Regions from separate parts of the Mus musculus genome. Here regions 1 and 3 are each linked to region 2. The links are chromatin contacts, called in public promoter capture Hi-C maps. All regions are on one chromosome and are shown on one strand. The core of a region is the stretch at or near the end of the contact, and the rest is flanking DNA. Distances in the headings are between cores, read along the strand shown. Region 1 has its middle 150 kb from the start of Pi15. Region 2 holds the start of Gdap1 (ganglioside-induced differentiation-associated-protein 1). Region 3 holds the start of Ly96 (lymphocyte antigen 96).

Region 1 (2,834 bases), core at 219-2,718, 310 kb before region 2:
CATTTTCTAATAGGGTTATTTGATTTTCTAGAGTCCAGCTTCTTGAGTTCTTTATAGGTATTGGACATTAGTTCCCTATCAGATTTAGGATTGGTAAAAATCCTTTCCCAATCTGTTGGTGGCCCTTCTGTCTTATTGACAGTGTCTTTTGTCTTACAGAAGCTTTGCAATTTTATGAGGTCCCATTTGTTGATTCTCGATCTTATAACACAAGTTATTGCTGTTCTGTTCAGGAATTTTTCCCCTGTGTCCGTATCTTTGATGCTTTTCCCCACTTTCTCCTCTATACATTTCAGTGTCTCTGGTTTTATTTGGAGTTCCTTGATCCACTTAGTCTTGAGCTTTGTACAAGGAGATAAGAATGGATCAATTCGCATTCTTCTACATGATAACCACCAGTTGAGCCAGCAACATTTGTTGAAAATGCTGGCTTTTTTTCCACTGGATGGTTTTAGCTCCTTTGTCAAAGAGCAAGTGACCATAGGTGTGTGGGTTCATTTCTGCATCTTCAATTCTATCCTATTGATCTACCTGTCTGTCGCACCAGTACCATGAAGTTTTTATCACAATTGCTCTGTAGTACAGCTTGAGGTCAGGCATGGTGATTCCACCAGAGGTTCTTTTATTGTTGAGAATAGTTTTTGTTATCCTGGGTTTTTTGCTGTTCCAGGTGAATTTGCAAATTGTCCTTTCTAACTCTGTGAAAAATTGAGTTGGAATTTTGATGGGGATTGCATTGAATCTGTAGATTGTTTTCGGTAAGATAGCCATTTTTACTATATTAATCCTGCCAATCCATGAGCATTGGAGATCTTTCCATCTTCTGAGATCTTCTGTGATTTCTTTCTTCAGAGACTTGAAGTCTTATTATATAGATCTTTCACTTCCTTAGTTAGAGTCACACAGAGGTGACTAATTTATTATTTGTGACTAATGTGAAGGGTGTTGTTTCCCTAATTTCTCTCTCAGCTTGTTTATCCTTTGTGTAGAGAAAGGCCACTAATATGTTTGAGTTAATAAACTACGACTTTCTTTACCTACTCTAGCTACCAGCAAGTGGAACAATAGGAGAGGTTGCACATATATAAAGGCTCCTTGTCATCTGTTTTCACTGAGAAGAAACATTTTGCAAAATCTTAGGTATTAGATTAGAGGAACTTAGTGGTAGACAGGTTTTTGAAAGAGGAAACTAATTGCTTCATTCTGAAGCTATACTGCATAACAAGCACACTTTGTTTCACTTAGATTGGTTAGATTATAAAATTCACAAAAGGATATTTGAAGAGGCCTGCTCTTGGAGATTTATTATATCCCACCTCACCTAAGCACTAGCTTGGCATTTGCCACTGCTAACATCCTGAGAAGCTCAGCTACTCAAGTCTATGTTTGTTTAATAAATGAGAGTCCAGTCAAGTCCACTGCCCACCCACATGGTTCTACAATTTCACATTTCCTTGTGAAATGACTTAGATGTTCAAGTTGGATCCTGCCCTGGCTTTGTTGCCAGACAATACTTCCTGCACAAACCTCATACCAAGTACAGAACAAGCCGCCTTGGTGAACTGTTAACACATAGGATGGATATTCTGTATTGTGCTGTGATAAATTATTTCTTTCTCTTGCCCTCATCTTTGGGGCATCTTCTATTAAATTTCATATATTTATAATTCAGTTTTCTGATAATATCTTAGTCCTGGGGATAGATAGTATATTATGTATGCTACATAACCTTGATTTTCTCCTGAATTTTAAGAAGTATAAATTGTTTTTGCTGATTTCTACCCTTTACAGGCCTAACTTTCTCTGTAAACCTATTTTTATTAGGACTCTTTTGCACAGGAATCTGCTTTCCCTGTAGTGGAAAGAAGTCCGTGTGCTATGGACTGCAGCTTGTTTTGATAGCTGGAAACTTTAAACCAAAGGGACATTACTGCTATCAAAACAAAAGCAGCTTTTCTTAGAAATTGAATCTGACATGGTCTTTTTTTTTTACCCTTTACCCTGCCCTGCTTTCTTCCTGCTTGAAGTTGTATCCCTTGACTGCAGGAAATGCCTCTACATTTTACTAAAGCCTTTTCCATTTAAATCTTAGAAACCATCTATAGAAAGATCAGTGCCTTAGGTAGAGTCCCAAAAAGCAACAGTCAGGGCCACAGGAAGCCCACAAACTCACTCAGGGTAACAGTATTAAGGGAAAAAAAAGTATTAAGGGAAAAAAACTACATCCTGTTCTCCACATGAAAATGACTAAATTGCAGATACTGTGTGATTTGAAGGTTCTACATTCTTTGAATAGGGTAGGGAGAAAGGGCTAGTACACATATGGTCAACTTGAACCATATGGTAGAACATTCAGTTCTTGTAATGTCAGTAGGACAAATGTCTGTATTGTATTTTAGCTGGGTAGGTGACAGCAGGGAGAAAATCCCAGTGAAAATGCTTTTCCTGTCACATGTTGTGCTGGATTTCTTAGAATATTTCTAAGTTAGAAATGAGATCAGGAACTGTAGTCAATCAAACTCTTTTGTAATAGTGGCCTCATTGATTCTGACACCTTCTACTAAATAAGTATGGGCAGCTGGTACCCATCTTGGGCAGTCTGACTGTTTCAGGAGTGATGAGACTGTGTGCATGAGATCTCAGTATTATCATTAGCTGCTGGATGTGTTGATAACCTAATTGTCCTGCTCTGCATTTCCTGATCATGGAAAACAGATCACAGGGCTTAAGTTCTCTACCAGCAGTCCAGCATTTGCCAAGCATCTATGAGTTCCTGAGCCCAACCCTAGCAATATAAAAGAAAGAAAATAATGATATATAACGAATACAATGTA
Region 2 (2,843 bases), core at 297-2,796:
GGTTACTGCTGTTCTCACCTTCCCTGGATACAGCTAAACAACCCTAGCTGCCTTCCTGAGCCAGAAGTACTTTACAAGTTCACTGCACGAAGTCTGTTCCTAGAAGGAATAAATAAGTATTCTGGCAGCTTACTGACAGCATTACAGAAGAAAATAACAGGGATGAAAATTATTTTGTCTTCATTACAGTTGTTCTTTCCTCATCACCACTGTGATCTTTGTGCCTTAAACCAAACTATGTGTTCTCCCCGGATGTACAGGACTGAAGAGCTGGCATAGCAGTTAAGGCAGTGGTTCTCAACCTGAGGGTCAATCGAACCTTTCACAGGAAGCACATATCAAATGTCCTACATATTAGATATTTACATTACAATTCATAACAGCAGCAAATTTACAGTTATGCATAGCAATGAAAATAATTTTATGGTTGTGTTCCCCCACAACATGAGGAAGTATATTAAAGGGTTGAAGCACTAGGAAGACTGGGAACCACTGGTTTGAAAAAATGTACTGCTCTTGACCCCCTGCATCCACCCTGGGTGATTCACAGGGCGTGTAACTCCAGCTCTAGGGAATCCAAAAGAGAACCACCTTAAGTACAAATATATGTTTGCACCTTTGATAAAGAATGCAAATTTGGGAATATAAAAGCATTTTCATTCCCTTGGTGAGAGGTGGTGCCTTTATATGAATTTGTCTTGCCCCCACACCGCATACCCCTTAAATGCTAGGCATTACCAAACCTTGGGCCTGCTAGACAAGGACTCTGTCTCTGAGTTTAAACACCTAACTTCTTTCTTTCCTTATCTATCTATCTATCTATCTATCTATCTATCTATCTATCTATCTATTTTTAAGGAAGAGCCTGTCATGGTGAACCAAGACTGCAATCCCAAAAGTAGAGGAGTGGAGATAAAAAGGTTCCCATGAATTCAAGCCAACTTGGTCTACAGGTCAGGTTGTTTGGGCAGGGTTGCACCTTGAGACCCTGTCTCAAAACTATAATTTACTTATTTTCTTTCTTTCCTTCCTTCTTTCTGGGGGTTAGGAGTAAAGTAGATCAAGGGGTTGCAGGAAGGAACCCCTTCTCTCACTTTCCAGGACAAAACCTCTAGGCCAAATGCGGAACGCGACGCTTCTTAGTGGCGCTTCCTGAGTGGCAGTACCTGAGTCACTGCCTTCCCGAATCATCTCATTTCCGCTGGTGCACTTAGTGCACCCCAGTTCTGAATGCACCCCCGGGGTCCGGCCGCTTGGAGGCCCACAAGGCACGCCCGGGGAGCTGTCCTGGTGCTGAAACCGAGTGCAGCCCTTGACTACAGGCCGTTACCTTTTGAGAGCTGAAGGAGTGCGTCCAGTGGTACAGAATGAGGTGGACCTCCTTGTCCGGCGGGCCTTCAACCCTCAGGGGCACACCGGCCCGCGCCTCGTCCTGCCTCCGAGCCATTTCGCATGAAAGGACTCAGGCAGCTTTATGGGTTGGCCTGCTCTCTGCAGACACTTGCTGCAGCAAGCATCCTTGGTTTCTCAAGGCCCCCTGTTGCGTAAAGGACTTCCTCTACGGTCGAACTGGCTTCTGGGAAATGTAGTTTCTCCCCAAGGATGCTGTGCTGCCTAGTCGGCTGAGGCCCTTAAGAGATCATCTGTGAGATGTAATGGGATGACTTTTAGGTAGAGAAATTTTCTAAAATATGACTGTCTGGCTTTTAAGGCAAGGAAAAATGATAACAGCAAATAATACTCCTGGGCCTTGGACGTTGCTTGGGCATAAAAGCACCAGTTTCACAAGACATTCAGGGTTTTTACTTAGGTGGGAGAGTTCTAGAGAGCAAAGAAATAAAATTAAGTATCAATTAATTTTCATTAGAATATATTACAATGGAATACAAAGTATGTATTTTACAAATAAATCAACAATGGTAATGTAAAAGTGCCTATTGATTAAGTGTGAATGTTCATATCAGAAATACCTGAGATCATGTCCTGCTGTTTTCATTTTTGAAATAGAGATTATTTTATTTAATCTGTAAGCTTTTTGTGAGAACTGAGTAGATAAATAAGACAGTAAACGAAATGGCAATACTACTCACAAGGCCTTAAAAATAGTGTCTTTATGGGTCTGGAGAGATGAGTTGGTGGTTAGGAGCTCTTCCAAAGGTCCTAAGTTAAATTTCCAGCAACCACATGGCAGCTCAGATTGTCTGACGTCCCGTTCTGGAGTGCAGATGCACATAAAGACTAATCAGGTAGGATTTGGAAATAATATACATATAAGGAAAAAGAGGAAGACATTCATTCACACTGACATCGGCATCATGTGACCAAGACATGATCTGACCAAAGACTCACTGTGGACAGGGTTGCCAAGGATTAGTGCCATGACAAAGCTGCTCTATAACAAAGGGGTTCTATGACCAGTATGTGGAAGTCAGGCAAATGCAAATGCGAACTAGAGAGCACTCTTCTTAAGAATTTTTATCTTGATTTTCTATTCAGGGGGTCTCTCAGAAGGGGGCCGCACAGGAGATCACGGGCCTCAGAAGCAACAGAGCTTCTTGGACAGGATCATTTTGGGCCTTCATCCTCAGCCAGTAGGAAGAGCTGACCCTCAGTCCTCTGTGTACCTTCCCCACAAAAGAAGGGCTTGCCTACAGCAAGGGCCCAGCCCTTGGAATTCAGGTGTGATCGACATTTTTTATCTGGGGTCCATCTGAGGGAGGTCCATGCAGGAGAGCACACAGGCCACAGAAGCAACAGACCTTCTTGGACAAGGTACCTTCGTGCCTTCATCCAGCAAGTCTTGGATAGCCCTACACACCAAAAACAGCAAGATTCGGATGTAA
Region 3 (2,877 bases), core at 83-2,582, 460 kb after region 2:
CACCACCTTCCAGCCACGAAGACATTCCTAGAAGGGGCAGAAAATGGACAACTAACGGAGCGAGCAGCAGAAAGAGGAAACAGATTGAAACAGCTCTCAAGCCCTGTACTAGGTTTTCTGGTCCCAGGCATTTGTTAATGACAAGTTGTAATGTGGCCATAGCGTTAACTATGATCCAATGGCACCAGAGTTTAGCTCAGCTGAAAAATATCTGCAACTCTAGCACTGGAGAGGTCGAGGCAACGGGGAGCATGAGTTTGAGGCTAGCATAAGCTATATAGTCAGTTCTAGGCAGCCTGTACTACAGAATAAGGCACTGTCTCAAAAAAATAAGCAAATAACTCAAAAGGCAGAGGCATATGTATCAATCTCTATGAGTTCCCGGCCAGCCAATGTTATATAGTGATACTTTGAAAAAAATAATAAAATAAGCTGGGCGTGGCAACGTATGCCTTTAATTCCAGGAGGTAGAGGCAGGCAGATCTCTATGATTTCCAACCCAGCCTGTCCTATATAGTGAATTCCAGGTAGTTACAGCTATATAGAAAGACCCTGTCTCAAAACAGATTTCAATAGAGTAATAATTACTGCATAAATCTAAAAATCACTATTCGAAATCAAATAAAATCATTATTTGTCAAGTGACTCATACAGTGAATTCTAAAATAACTTTCATTTTGCAAATTAAAAAAAAAGTGAGGCTGAGAATGTCTAAGTATTTTGCTCAAGGTCACACAGTTGGGGAGGAAGAAGGATGCTTCCAAGAGCACTCTAGGACCACAGGCTGGAGCTACAACCCCACCAGGAAGCACTGTGGGTTAGCCTCCTCAAGAGGAACCAGTTTGTGTCGGGGCTGGTACTCAGAAGCAAACTAGAACTAAGAAGAACCTGAAACCGAGCTCCGAGTGGAGAGAGCTTAACCACAAGACAGCAACAGAGGTAAAAAGCAATTCAGAGGTCCTGGGGAAACGCGGGGGGGGGGGGGGGGGTTGGGAGAGGGAAAGGATGATCCGCACCCGGAAGTGGTCGGCATTGCTCCACCCCCACCCCACACCGCAGCGGGCTCACTGCTGGAGCAGCGTTCCTGCCAGCCCTCCAGCTTCAGGTTCAGTGGAAACTTTCTCTCGAAATAGTTGGCGCCGCAGCTCTTTGTTGCCGGGCCACTTACCACAATAACTGTAGGAAATAATTGCATCGGAGGAGTTGCAGAACCACTGTTGCTTCTCAGATTCAGTCAATATGGGAGAAAGCAGCGTCGAAAAGAGAATAAATGGCAACATGATTTAATATCTCCGATACTTTAAACTCGCCAGGAAGACCATCGGACTCGACAGTAAGGAGGACAGATTTAACTTAGTCAGCAGTCATGTGATTTGGAAGCTCCCATCCAACTGCTTCCTCTTTTTATTTGCATGTGTGACTGTGCATTTGTTTTCATATCTGAGCACTTCCTGTAAGGCAAGAGAAGAAAAAAATGACTTAGAATATACTGTTTCTTAATACTCAGTGTAAACTAAAGTATCCAGCACTTTAAAACAGCACATTTTCAGGGAGACAATTAGCTGCCTTACAGGAAACCCTTACTTAAAAGGAAGTCCACTAGCCGTAGTACACACACCCAGTACTTGACAGGCGGATCTCTGTGAGTTCCAGGTTAGCCTTCTCCAGATAGTGAGTTCCAGGACAGCCAGAGCTATAAGGTGAGATCCTGTCTCAAGAAAGAAAGTCCACCGGTATACTACTTTTCTGTGTGCTGGCCACTCCCTCCCACACACTCCTCCTCATACAACGGTTTCTCCTGACCTAGAAAGCTGCATCTAGCTATCTAAGCTGATTTCTCTCCCCTACCCCCTCTCAATTTCTACTCAAGTACAAACAGGTTCAGCCACAAAACAGACAGGCAAGATGACCCCTACACGGGGTCAGTAGCAATTCCCAGCTGGGACCTCACCAGTTTTGAGAATGCACTCAAAAGGAAGGTTGAACTTGAGGCAATAGTGTTGAGTTGGGGGTGGGGTTGGTGCTGGACTCTAGAGCTCTTCCACAGAGTAGCATCTTGAGGTAAAAGTGTGAGTTCCAGTAATTAAAAAAAAAAAAAAAAAAAGAAAGAAAAAGCTGTTTTGTTCTGGCGTGTATTTCATTCAAAGACTACTTTAGAAAAGTGTGCTTCCTTCAGCTGCACGGCTTTTACAGACTCTTACTTTAGGGTTAGCAGCCAAGAAGGCTTACAGCTGTGGCCTACAATCCGGTTCTAGTGGTGACACTCAACTGCTCACTAAGAACTGTTAAGGTAGCAAGGCAATTGTATTTAAAGCAAAACAATAGAAAGATCAGAGCATACTGTGAGAGCAATGGGTCACCTGAGGATACTCCCGGCCACTGGGTGACTGTGAGGGGCCTCTTTTCATCAAGCCTAAAGGAAGGAGGCACTTGAATCAAGGGGCATAGTTTTGATGGTTCTTTATTTTGATCAATAGATTATGTCATTTAATATTTTTCCTACTATATATGCCCATTTCCATAATGGACCCAAATAATAATTATATAATGTATAATTATATACACACCCAAATATGCATTAGCATAATATGGTAAATAGATTCTTCCTTATAGGATGGTTTACCATATTGAGCACATACCCAAATCCAGATCAGGCCAGTTGGGATTGTCCACTCTTCGTACTGTAAATGTTGGAACACATGAGAATAGAAAGTGTCTAAGTCTGATGGTTGTCAGGGGAGACATACCTATCCCATTGTTCAGAGAAGAGATATGATAGCCCCACCCAGGTGGATGTTCCAGATTGCTAGGTGCATTATTTGGGTAGGGGTATTATGCACAGTATAGACAGGTAAAAGGACTAGGCTGCCAGCTGTT

What was found. Promoter capture Hi-C pulls out the DNA fragments that hold promoters and counts their contacts.
Region 1: a promoter capture Hi-C map of second pharyngeal arch cranial neural crest shows a contact between it and region 2, with 2.3 times the contacts expected there. The contact joins the enhancer-like site here to the promoter of Gdap1 in region 2. A contact is called at or near these places in 5 of 39 promoter capture datasets (embryonic stem cells, second pharyngeal arch cranial neural crest and stem cell-derived epiblast-like cells) and 1 of 9 other capture datasets (embryonic stem cells).
Region 3: a contact with region 2 is called in a promoter capture Hi-C map of hippocampal neurons, with 3 times the contacts expected there. The contact joins the promoter of Ly96 here to the promoter of Gdap1 in region 2. A contact is called at or near these places in 6 of 39 promoter capture datasets (cranial neural crest, embryonic stem cells, hippocampal neurons and 2 more) and 1 of 115 datasets of contacts at active chromatin or transcription factors (embryonic stem cells).

Annotation. Positions count from the first base shown.
Region 1 is chr1:17,450,000-17,452,833 of GRCm38.p6, reverse strand. No RefSeq gene overlaps it. Among named protein-coding and RNA genes, the nearest start is that of Pi15, 150 kb to the left of the region's middle. Within about 2 kb of position 1,468, at least 46 of the 459 cell types and tissues checked have an H3K27ac peak or open chromatin away from gene starts, as enhancers often do. A contact at or near this core is called in second pharyngeal arch cranial neural crest, where this site is marked.
Region 2 is chr1:17,144,076-17,146,918 of GRCm38.p6, reverse strand. It overlaps Gdap1 (ganglioside-induced differentiation-associated-protein 1), which reads right to left and starts at 1,546. Exons shown (of 6, transcript NM_010267.3): 1 at 1,331-1,546. The coding sequence starts at 1,447.
Region 3 is chr1:16,686,911-16,689,787 of GRCm38.p6, reverse strand. Ly96 (lymphocyte antigen 96) reads right to left here and starts at 1,332. Exons shown (of 5, transcript NM_016923.2): 1 at 1,169-1,332. The coding sequence starts at 1,280.